2 separate regions of the Macaca mulatta genome follow, and region 2 is linked to region 1. A link is a contact called in public Hi-C data. All regions are on one chromosome and are shown on one strand. Each heading gives the region's core, a stretch centred on a gene start, on an enhancer-like site or on the middle of the called end of the contact. The rest is flanking DNA. Distances are from core to core; before and after follow the strand shown.

Evidence for each region. A called contact is a pair of places that touch in the nucleus more often than the background predicts.
Region 2: a contact with region 1 is called in a Hi-C map of cortical neurons, with 5 times the contacts expected there. The contact joins the promoter of PHLPP1 here to the enhancer-like site in region 1. A contact is called at or near these places in 6 of 14 Hi-C or Micro-C datasets (CD4 T cells, blood, cortical neurons and 3 more).

The regions. Positions count from the first base shown.
Region 1 is chr18:17,893,162-17,899,203 of T2T-MMU8v2.0, forward strand. No RefSeq gene overlaps it. Among named protein-coding and RNA genes, the nearest start is that of PHLPP1, 280 kb to the right of the region's middle. Within about 2 kb of position 1,515, at least 2 of the 40 cell types and tissues checked have an H3K27ac peak or open chromatin away from gene starts, as enhancers often do. A contact at or near this core is called in cortical neurons, where this site is marked.
Region 2 is chr18:18,174,879-18,181,013 of T2T-MMU8v2.0, forward strand. PHLPP1 (PH domain and leucine rich repeat protein phosphatase 1) reads right to left here and starts at 2,988. Exons shown (of 17, transcript XM_015122148.3): 1 at 1,270-2,988. The coding sequence starts at 2,836.

The sequences.
Region 1 (6,042 bases), core at 265-2,764:
GAAGGTGCGGACAAAACAAAAAACAAAACGAGCCCCCGACTCCCACAACTTTTCGGGTCATCTCACCCTGGAATGATCCCAAGCACCCCCATGCCACCACTCCCCAACCTTCTAGGAACCTCAGTAAAGGCGAAATATGTTATTGATGTCTCCACTCCACAGCCGTTGTCTCCCACGCGCCCGCTCTCTGCCTGGCACCGCTGGTCATATTCGGGACACTTGGAAGGGAGTGCCTTCCAAGTCAGGGTGGTCAAAGAAGACCCTTGGGTTACCCTGTGGGGAGGCAACATCTGAGCTGAGGTCAGAACAGAGAAGGAGCTGACACAAGACTCTCGGAGGAAGCACAGCAGACCCAAACCAGAAGAGCGACTACGATGGATCTAAATGGAGACCAGCCAGGCTCGCGCCGCAGGAAGGAAGCTGATGTGACTAGACCAGTGACTGTAACCGGGGGTGACTTTGCCTCCCAGGGGATATCTGGCAATGTCTGGAGACACTGTTGCTGTCGGCAGTGTGGGAGGCTGCTAGTGGCAGCTAGCAGGTAGCAGCTAGAGATGGCACTAACTCTCTCACAATACACAGGACAGCACCCAACCAAAGAATGATCTGGACTGAAATGTGCCTGATGCTGAGGCTGAGAATCCTGGGGCCAGAGGGTGGAGTGAGGGCAAGAGGGCAAAAGCCCATGGCTGGGAGGTGGACAGATCACATAGGACCACAGGGGCCCTGATGAGGAGTTTGGGTTGTCTTCTAAAATGATGGAAGACCACTGGAGACTTCCCCTTAGGAATCTGGCATGATGTGCACTAAAAATGATGACTCTGGTGGGAAACAGATGGCTGTGAGTGCATAATGGACCCTCCTACAGAAGTGCAAATGAGAGATGATGGTAGCTTACAGGAGCTACGGAGACAGACAGAAGTGGATGGCTGGGATATGTCTTTAAAAAAACGAGGCTGCGTGCGGTGGCTCACGCCCATAATCCCAGCAGTTTGGGAGGCTGAGGTGGGCAGATCACCTGAGGTCAGGAGTTCAAGACCAGCCTGACCAACATGGAGAAACCCCGTTTCTACTAAAAATACAAAAATTAGCCAGGCATGGTGGCGGGTGCCTGTAATCCCAGCTACTTGGGAGGCTGAGGCAGGAGAACTGCTTGAACCCAGGAGGTGGAGACTGCAGTGAGCCGAGACCATGCCACTGCACTCCAGCCTGGGTGACAGAGCAAGACTTTGTCTTGAAAAAAAAAAAAAGAAAAGAAAAAAGAAACAGACTTGTCAATGAATTGGCTGTGCAGAGTCAGAGTAGGGAGGGAAAAAGGAATCCAGGATGATCCCTGGGATTTAGGGCAGGGCAAATGAGTGGATAATGGTGACATTTTTGTGATGAAAAAGACTATGGGAGAAATAGTCTGGAGTAGCAAACCGGGAGTTCTGTTTTGGATGAGATGTGTTTGTGATGCCTATTACATATTCACAGGCAGAAAGACAGTAGACACTGGGCTAGCACCAGACAGATGGTATTTAAAGTACATAAGAGACACTGAAATCCACCAACAGTATACCAGTCTATGCCAGACTACTTAAACAATACTAAATTCAACATCAAAGAAGAATAGAGGAAGATATGTTCCTCTTATTGTTTGCCTAGAAAAAGTTCCTTAAGATCTAATCATTTTTGACTCTTAGAAGAATAATTATTTTAAGGAGGCAGGACAATTCTCTCTTACATGTGACCTAGGAAGATGTAAAAAATGCAAAATCATCCAGTAGAAGCCGTTAGGAATCAGGGCTGAGAACTTGAACTTCTTGCTAGCATCCACACTTCACATGCCTGAAACACCTGTTCCCTGGCGGGGGTGCCATTACCCCACTTCCCCATGGGCCACTTCCCAAACATCCCCAAGAACCACTGGAGAATGTGGCCCTCTGTGAAGCCGTCTCTGTTCCTGAGCTGGGTGGCTGTTTTTCTTTCTGTGCATGTGAGACACTTTGAAATTAAGCCTTTCCGCAGGCCAGGCCTGTGCTAATGACATCAGGTACACTGTTTCACTGAATTGATGACGGTGTATTGTGAATCCCAGTTTACAGATAAAGTCACCAAAGCACTGGGAGGTTACACTGCCGAGATCGCTGACTCGGGGCTGTTGCCACAAAAGTACCTTAACATACTGGATGGCCCAGAAACAACAGAAATTTATTGCTCACAGTTCTGGAGGCTGGGCGTCAGCAGATTCGGTATCTGGTGAGGTCCCACTTTTCTGGTTCAGAGATGGCACCTTTCCTGTGTCCTCACACATTGGAAGAGGCAAGGCAGTTCCCTTGCGCCTCTTTTATAAGGGCACTAATCCCATTCATAAGGGCAGATCTGTCATAACTGATCACCTCCCAAAGGTCCCCACCTCAAAATACCATTACATTGGTGATCAGATTTCAACATACGAATTTTAGACGGGACACAAAGATTCAGACCACAGCAGTCACCTAGTAATTAGGGAAGCACCAGGATTTGAACTCAGAGCTGTCTGCTCCAGAACCCTTGGCACCTATAATTTTTTTAAATGACGTTGACTCTAATAGACTGTGAAATGCTTGAGCAACAAAATATGCCAAGCTGAGTTCAAGGAGAACACCAGCGTCCTATGTTTTGCAAAGTACCACCTATGCGGAACTCATCTTAACATTTTACATCTTACCATGAACTTGCAGCTACTAGATTAAAGAGTCCATAAACCAGGTCATCGAAACCTGCTATCCATCACCAGCCACTAAAGGAGCATTTGCAAAGGGTAAGAACAAAATGTTGATTTTCCTTCCCAAAGCTGAGCTGTTTAACCCTTTAAAAATCATCCAATGCTACACCAGAATTTTCTCTTCACTCAACCTTTTTCTTCCAAAAGGAAAAAAAATTTACATTACACTTCCGTTTGTGGTAGGTGCTTTGACCTCAGCACTCTCCTCCACTCTTGCCCCACTGCCCTGGGCCCACCCACCCTTCACCAGTGTTATAGGGGCTGCACCCACCCTCACCTAAAATCCAAAGCTACTTCTTCTATGCTGTAGAAAGGAACAGCCTCAGCTCTCTACCTCCTGCTCCAATTGTTCATAACCTCTAATCAAGATAATAGCAAAGGGGGCCGGGCACGGTGGCTCACACCTGCAATCCCAGCACTTTGGTGGGGCGGGGGTGCAGATCACTTGAAGCTAGTTCAAGAGCAGCCTGGCTAATATGACAAAACCCCTTCTCTACTAAAAATACAAAAATGAGCTGGGCATGGTGGTGCACACCTGTAATCCCATCTACTCAGGAGACTGAGACGCAAGAATCGCTTGAACCCCAGAGAGAGAAGTTGCAGTGAGCTGCGATTGTGCCACTGCACTCTAACCTGGGTGACAGAGTGAGACTCTGTTTCAAAAAAAGAAAAAAGATAATGGCAAAGATGTTTATGAGTCTGTTTTCACGCTGCTATGAAGAAATACCCTAGACTGGATAATTTATAAAGAAAACAGGTTTAATTGACTCACAGTTCCACATGGCTGGGGAAGCCTCAAGAAACTTACAATCACGGCAGAAGGCACCACCTCCCATGGCAGCAAGAGCGAGAATAAGCGCCAGCAGGGGAAAAGCCAGACGCTTATAAAACTATCAGATCTCGTGAGAACTCACTCACTATCACGAGAACAGCACGGGGGAAATCACCCCCGTGATTCAATTACCTCCACCTGGTCCCTCCCATGACAGGTGAGGATTATGGGAATTACAAATCAATATGAGATTTTGGGTGGGAACACAGTTAAACCCTATCAATGTTCAACGAAGTGTTATTTACAATAGCAAAAAGCTGAAAACCATATAAATGCATTATTAATACGCTTGAATACATAGCAATTCTGTTAGGTGAATTTGGGAATATTAAGAATTTTTAAGAAAAAGGGAAGATGCACAACAAAATTTCAAAAAGGATATAAAATACAGCATAATCACAATTATTTTAAAATGATGCTTAGCAAAAAAGCTGGACAGGCGTGGTGGCTCAGGCCTGTAATCCCAGCACTTTGGGAGGCCAAGACGTGTGGATCCAGAGGTCAGGAGATCGAGACCATCCTAGCTAACACGGTGAAACCCTGTCTCAACTAAAAATACAAAAAATTAGTTGGGCGTGGTGGCGGGCGCCTGTAGTCCCAGCTACTCGGGAGGCTGAGGCAGGAGAATGGCGTGAACCTGGGAGTCAGAGCTTGCAGTGAGCCGAGATTGCACCACTGCACTCCAGCTTGGGCGACAGAGCAAGATTCCATCTCAAAAAAAAAAAAAAAGAAAGAAAGAAAAAAAGCTGGACAAAAATTAAACAATGGTAATAGGTTTATCTCTAGACTCAGGTCAGGAGCTGTCTTTTTTCTTCCTGAATGTTTCTATCTTTTCCAGCTTTTCTGTGTGCATTATTTTATAGTTGGGAAAAAGCACTCTTGGTTATATTTTTAAATGTGTCTGTAGCTTCTGGGGCAAATAAGGCTTTGTTCCATTTCCAGTGCCTGTGTAAAGATGGTTAGTCATATCTGGTGCTAAATAAGAAGGGTGCCAATGAAAAAGAATGGGGTCACGTTGTTCGCAAAGCTGATGCATTCTTTTATACATACAATTATGCTGGAAGCTTGTAATGTGCCAGGCACAGAGGGAGCCCCTGAGATAAGTTAGTAAGGCAAGGTCACGCTCCCAAGAATCTTACAAGATGAGGAGTGCCCACTTAAAATCTTGAAACGAAAAAAAAAAAAAAAAAAAAACTTTCCAAGGATTTAAACAAACAATCTTGACCAAATGTAGAACAGTGATAACCTAAATGGGGTCCCAAATAGTTTTCCAAAACCTGTTCACTACCTTCTAGAGGGCTGGCTGTGAATCCCCGGCTTCCCTTTCAAATCCGCTCCCAGGAAGGGAATGGAAGATATTGCAACCTCCCCAAATATGGTTTGTGCTCAAGCCTCACCTCCGGGTCACATTTCCTCTTTCTATCGAAAGGCAGCTCCCCCCCATAAACTGCGCCGTGTTTAACAGGTCTTACCTTCCACGGTAATGAACTGGAGATCTCTCCAAGCATGCTCTGTAATCTGAATTGTGACATCTTGGATCCTCCCCAACATACAGAGCAATCTCCCTCCCACTTGCTCTCCTGGAGAGTCTCCTTTTCCCTGGACTTCACTGGGACAGTGATGCCATAATTCCGTCACTAGCAAAAGATCTAGACACACACAGACACACACACACAGACACACACACACAGACACACACACCACTAAAGCCCTCTTTCTTTTCATTTTAAGCTAAATTTTGCCAAGTCACATCCATCTAGAATGAAAAGGTCCCAAACTACCCAAAGTGCTGGCTTCCTCAGCACTGAAGCAGAGGGCTGCTCTCCTCTCCCTAAGCTCAAGCTCCGGGGGATGAACCTACGGGTGGCCATCCCTGGGGCTGTGCCCTGGGGAACAGTGGTGTCCTGGAAGCATGAGTAACAGGGCTGGAAACGACTCCAAGTCCCTGCATCCAAAGCTCCCTTCACAGACAAAGGTGCATGAGTTCAAGGGGGTTGTCCAAATTCCCACTGTTGGGGTCACAGTGACAAAGGCTCTCTCCTTTGACCAAACTTGAGTCAGGCTGCCAAGTCCTCTTTCTGACAAATCCCTGACCTTGGCCCATTTAGTCCAGTTTTAGCAAGAATGCAGGCAGGCAGGTTTAGCAGCAAATGTTTCGCCCTTGTTCTGACCACTCCTGATGTTTGATCAAATTCCTCCTCCCCACCCTGTAGGGCAGATGCACCTAACAGCAACAACTCAAGCACACCCTGAGAATGCCTCGATGGTCTTAAGGAATGTGTGTTCGCAGTTCTGAGCTAAGGAATCCAGGAGTGGCCGCCCGGAGATTCACTCATCTCTGAAGGATGTCCAGCCCCCTGGCCCATCCCTTGGAATGGCAGGCGGTACAGGGGATTAAGGCCCTTTGTTTTGGGTTAAATGAAGGTTGCTAGGTGGAGGTTGCCAGGTAGAGGTTGCTAAG
Region 2 (6,135 bases), core at 1,738-4,237, 280 kb after region 1:
ACTTAAATTTCAGAAAAACTTCCAAGAAATTTAAAGGGCATCTATTTCACCAGGAATCCTGTCAGTCTTGCATATTTCAATGTGGGAGTAAAGATGTAAAGATTTCTTCATGCAAACTAATTAAACTGCCACTGGGACACAAGCTGGACCAAAAGACATTAAATTGTAAAGAATGGCTACAAATCAGTGGAGTTACAAGTATGATTCTTTTTCCACCACCACCTACAACCTAAAAACCTAAAGTTGGCGAAGATATAACACTCCTGATTTAATTTTGCTATGAGAACTTTATTTTAAATAAAATTCCTTATCACTGAGAGCATAATTATTCAAACCAGAAGAGGAAAGGGATGTAAACTACTTAGAAAACTCAAGTACAATATCCAGGATCTATAGCTCCTGAATTTAGTACTAGCCAAGTCTTTAGCCAAAAGAGAAATATTACATGGATCACCCCTAGTCAAGAATTTGATAATGTACTGAAAAAAGACAGGGGAAAATTTTAGGATACATCTGAAGAAATAGTAAACCACTTAAATCCTTCTTGTGAACCCTTCTGCAAGTCGTATTGCAGTGGTCAGTTCTGACTATAAAGGCTGGAAGAAATGAGAGAAACAGGAAAAAACATTTTTTTTTTAATGCAAGACAAACTTGCAGACGAAACAGAAATTGAGCAAAAAAGCGCTGGGGAAAAGTGTCAGTTAAAAAGGGGCCCTTTTGTCAGATTTCTAATGAGGGCTCCGTGGGTAATTTATGAGTGTGGCAGAGCTAAATAAACAAAGGCACCAGTTGACAAGTCAGGAGCTCCCGGTGGCACACACAGCTAGAACGCTGAACTGGGCAGTCAAATGCAGTCAAGACTGTTCTAGCATTTTTGTTCTCATTTCTTCGGTCCGTCTTATGCTCACGTGACAGTTTACCTGAAATCCCAAACAGCCTGAAACCCAACAAGCCCGAGGAAGCACCTTTATGGTTAAAGGTGCTCTTGCCGCTTTCAGGGGGATCTGCTTCCTGTACTTCCTGGTGATTCAGCCACCTCTTTGACATTGCTTTCCAACCTCTGAGCCCTCAAGATTAATAAAACGCGCAGATTTAAAGATTGCTCAATTTAGTATACACAGACTGTATGAAAAAGCTGTAAAGTTTAAGACAAAGACTCACCAGGACCCGCACTTACTCTTGGGTTGGGCAAACTGACAAGCAATTTGAATCACTCTTCGGCCCTCGGCAGCGTTTGCACTCACCCGTCAAGGCAGGTGACTTCCTTACCTGCATAGAAGCGGATGAGGCAGCCAATCTCCGAGTCCATGCCTTCCTCCTGCACCCTCCACAGCTCCCCAAATCCCAGTTGGAAGAGGTAGTCATTTTGGATCTGCAATGGCTTCTCCTCCGCCTCCAGGCGCCGGGTGGTCTCTCCGTGGAGCTGCACGTACAGGGTGGGCGGCGGGGGCGGCGGAGCCGCCTTCTCCGCGGTCACCCCGCTTCTCCAGGGGATCGACTGGAGGCCTCCCGGGGCCACGAATGCCGCCGCCTTCTCCTCGCACGACCCCTCGCGGACGGCCCCGCCCGGGCTGTCAACGGCCCTCGGGGCTTTCTGCTGCGGCCGAGGCGAGGAGGCCGTCTGGGGAGGCGGGAGGGGCTGCGCGGAGCGGCCGGGACGGCGAGGTTGGCCCGGGACCGCCGTCGGGGCCGAGGCTGCGTCGGTCTCGACCTCTTCCGACGACGACGAGCCGCCGCCGCTGCTGTAGGGGTCCAGCCGGTCGGATACGCTCTCGGCGCTGGGACTCAGGCTGAAGCTCTCGGTGTCGGAGGCCACAGGCCGCGGGGCGCGGGGAGAAGAGGCAGGGCCCCCGACGAAAGGCTCGCCGGGGCTGGAGTCCGAGGGCGCGGGGCTGGCACGGCGCGACCACCCGCCCGGGACGCCGGCGGGAAGGGGTAGGTCGGCGGGGGGCGCGCGCGGAGGACCCCCGACGGCACCCGGCGCGCTCCTCGCGGGCAGCGCCTCCGAGTCCCGCGGCTCCGGGGGCGCGAGCCGGGGGCCGGCCTCGGGGGGCGGCTCAGCGGGCTCCCGGGCGGCGGCAGCTCCGGGCCCCTGGCCCAGCACCTTCACCACGCCGCCGCCTTTGTGGCCCAGCTGCAGCAGGCGGGCGGCCACCTCGCCGGCCGTGGTGTCCAGTGTACAGAGCACCGGGCGCAGGTAGGTCGAGGCCATGTGGCGGTCGAAGACGTGCACGCAACCGCGCTGGAGCTGGTGCCTCACCCAGTCCCGGTCCGACGGCTGCAGCTGCAGCGTCTGCCGGTGCTTCAGGAGCAGCGTCTTCCTGTCCAGGCTCCGGGTGCACAGCGACGCCGAGGCCGAGCAGGAGGCGGGGAGGCCGGCAGCGCCGGGGGAGTGCGAGGCAGCAGCGGCCGACGACGACGACGACGACGACGACGAGGCGGCCGCGGCGGCCGCGGACAGATTCCTCTTCAGCCGCCCTCTCCTCAGCAGGAGGGAGTTGGCGCCGCTGCCGGCCCCGGGCACGGGGGCAGCCCCGCCGGCAATGGGCTGGGGCGCCCCACGCCGCCTCCTGCGCCCGGCACCCCCTGCTCTGCCCGGCAGCGGCCCCGGCGGCGCCTCGCCCGGGGCCTCTTCCCGCGCCCCGCCGCCGCTGCCGTTCCCGCCGCTCGGGGCCGCCGGGGTCAGCGCGGGCTCCGGACTCCGGCCGCCCCCAGCCGCCGCCGCCAGAGCCGCCGCGGCCGCTGCTGCCGCAGCGGCGGCCGCCGGAGCCGAAGCTCGGTCCTCCCTGCCGGGCTCGGGGAGTCGCTGCGCCGTGGCCGCGGCGGCGGGCTCCATTGCAGTGGGGCTTCGCGTTTCCCCCCCAGCTCCGGAGGCAGCGGGCGGAGAGGGAGGCGATGAGGCGGAGGTGGGAGACGGCGACGGCGCGCGGAGAAGGGAGAAGCCAATGGCGTTCGGCGCGGTCGTTCCAGGGGATTATGTGGCGATTCGAAGCATTCCGTCGGTGTCTCAGTGTTCCATCCCGCGCGCCCGCCTCGCCGCCACCGCCCCCCCGACACACGCCCTCCCCGCCCCGGTCGCCGGCTCCCCAGCGCGGGCCCCGCCCGCTCCCCCCGCCTCAACCCGGCGAACCAGCCGCGGATCTGGGCTCATTGAATATTAATCACCCTCCGGGAGCGGGAAGGCGGGAGGCTGGCAGGGCGGGAGGGCCGCGTGTGCCTCATGAATATTCATCGCCGGCATGACGGCATTCCAGGGAGGAGTGGGGAGAGCCGGGGGATGGCCGGAGGCGGAGCTTCAGGGTAAACAAACGTGACGCGTACGTACGGGGGCGGGGTGGGGGGCAGTTTCCCGGGAGGTTCCTGAGCCGGCCTCGGAGAGGGCGGTGAAGACAGAGGCGCGCGGTACACCTTGGGAGTTGTGGTTCTCGTCACGGGACCGGCAATCCCGAGGGAGACATGGTGGACTACAAGTCCCAGCGGTCCTTTGGCTGTGCTCCTCCTGGCCGGCAGCAGCTGGCCATGGCCAGTGAGTATTGTGCCCTCTGCCGTTGAACTCTGTGCCAGAGTTCTTAATGAACAAGAATGCTCATGTTCATTAACTTGTATTTTACCTGCACTCCAGCTTGCCATATGACTTTTATTTTCCCTACTAATTAAAGGTGAGGACTTTCAGGGACTCTAAACAGTACGAAGGTCCCAGGTCCCAGTCCTCACCTCTGCCCATTGTGTGAGATAGAGATACACACCCGTCACACCACAGCATCACTGGCAGTCTGAGTGGGCCAACCTCACTTTTCCCCCACTTTTTCAAGACCCAGGAAGACAGGCAGTGTCTGGGAATTCTAAGTGAGGCTGTCGTTGAATGTTCTTGTTGGAAGGCACAACCCTAAACCTGTCCTCTCCCTCTCCTGTATCTGAAAAGGAAAATGGCAAAGGACTGAGGTTTCATTGTTCCCCATTGATCTTGAAGTTTGAAGTAGTTTAATGACACGGAAAGCACTGGAAAGTAGAAGAAACATTAGAATGGAGTATGAGATGGGCTTTTTCCATGTGTTCTCTCTTAACGTCTTCTCTGTTTTTTTCTTTCGTCATTCAGGGGAAAAAAAAATCTTTTCTACTGCTACAATGTTTAGTCGTGGTCTGAAAAGTATTTTTCGTAAGTTGAATCAATGTTGTAAGCTGGACTAGGGCAGTTTACTATTTAAAAGAATTTAGTACACCTTTTTAATTGAATTACCATTCCCGCAATTGCTTTATAATTCGGGATTTTTTTTTTCTTTTTTATTTTTTCTTTTTTTTTTTTTTTTTTTTGCCACAGAGTGGGTCTGTCTCCCAGGCTGGAGTGCAGTAGCGCAATCTGGGCTCACTGCAACCTCCGCCTCTTGGGCCCAGGTGATTTTCCCACCTCATCCTCTGAGTACCTGGGACTACAGGGCGTGCCACCACGCCCGGCTCAATTTTTATACTGTTTTGTAGTGGGCGTGGGGAGTCCCTTCATGCTGCCCCGGCAGGTCTCTAGCGTGAGATTACAATCGTAAACCACCGCGCCAGGCCCTAAATCTGGATTTTCACATGTGAAACTTTTAAACAGTTTTAAACCACATACTATCCAGGACCTGTTTTAACCTCAATAAAGTGACTAAACTTGCAGATGAAGAGTGAAGGGGGTTGGAGAGAGAGACCAAATGGAACTTAGAGCAAGGAAAGACCTGCTTAGGTTATCACGGTTTCATTGAACAAGAATGAAGAAGCTATGGAGATAAAAATAAATATTTCTCAATGATTTTTTACATTCTCGATGATTTTCTATATTTTCATTTAAAGTTTCACCCCTTAGCCTCATGAATCTATTAATAATATGTATGTTATTTAAATTCAATCAACAGCAACACATTAAAAATTAGGGAGATTGCAAGTTCTCCTAAGAGTGATAACATTTTCAAGTCAATTAATTTAACAGATAATTACAAACATTTATTATGTACAAGTCACCGTGTTACAGCAGTTGAATAAATCACACTGTCCCTGCCTTCATAGAGTTTATAGGTTAGAAAGAAGAACATTCAAAAAATGACATAGAAGTACAGAAGGGGGAAATACGAGGTACCATGGAAATAGACACAAAACAAGGGGAACGAACTTAGTCTAAGAAGTCAGGCAATAGAGACCAAAGTTTGAATGAAATTTTTTGGAATCAATGAAAATGTGCATTTGTTGAAGGATCAGTCTCTGAAAGAAAGGAAAGAACCAACGAGGTAATTATATTGCGATAACTTTCAACTACACTGATTTATATTGTGCCTTCAGTAGCCCCAACACAAACTATTTGTTCTAGAAATTGAAAGAATAGTCTTTTAATTTAGGCATCCTTTAATAAAATTTAAACAACAAGTCACATGTTAAATTTCAGTACTAAAACGTGAAATTTGTATACCTCTTTATATTCCTTAGTTGATTTCCTACAAACCCCTTTATATTTATTTATTTTATTTTTCTTTTTTCTTTTTTTTCAGTCGGAGTTTCGCTCTGTCACCCAGGCTGGAGTGCAGTGGCGCCATCTCGGCTCAATGCAACCTCCGCCTCCCAGGTTCATGCAATTCTCCTGCCTCACCCTCCCAAGTAGCTGGGACTACAGGCACACACCACCATGTATGGCTAATTTTTGTAGTTTTAGTACAGACAGGGTTTTGCCATGTTGGCCAGGCTGGTCTTGAACTCCTGACTTCAGGTGACCCATGTGCCTTATGTGCCTCCCAAAGTGCTGGGATTACAAACGAGAGCCACCATGGCCGGCATGTTTGTTTGTTTGTTTGTTTATTATTTTTTGAGATGGAGTTTCACTCTTGTCGCCCAGGCTAGAGTGCAATGGTGTCATCTCAGCTCACTGCAACCTCTGCCTGCGGGGTTCAAGCAATTCTCCTGCCTCAGCCTCCTGAGTAGCTGGGACTACTGGCACATACCACCATGCCCAGCTACTTGTAGAGATGGGGTTTCACCATATTGCCCAGGCTGGTCTCAAACTTCTGACCTCAAGTGATCCACCTGCCTCCGCCTCCCAAAGGGCTGGGATTACAGGCGTGAGCCACCATACCTAACCCAGAATGTTTCTTCTAATCATAAATTCTGTCACCATTG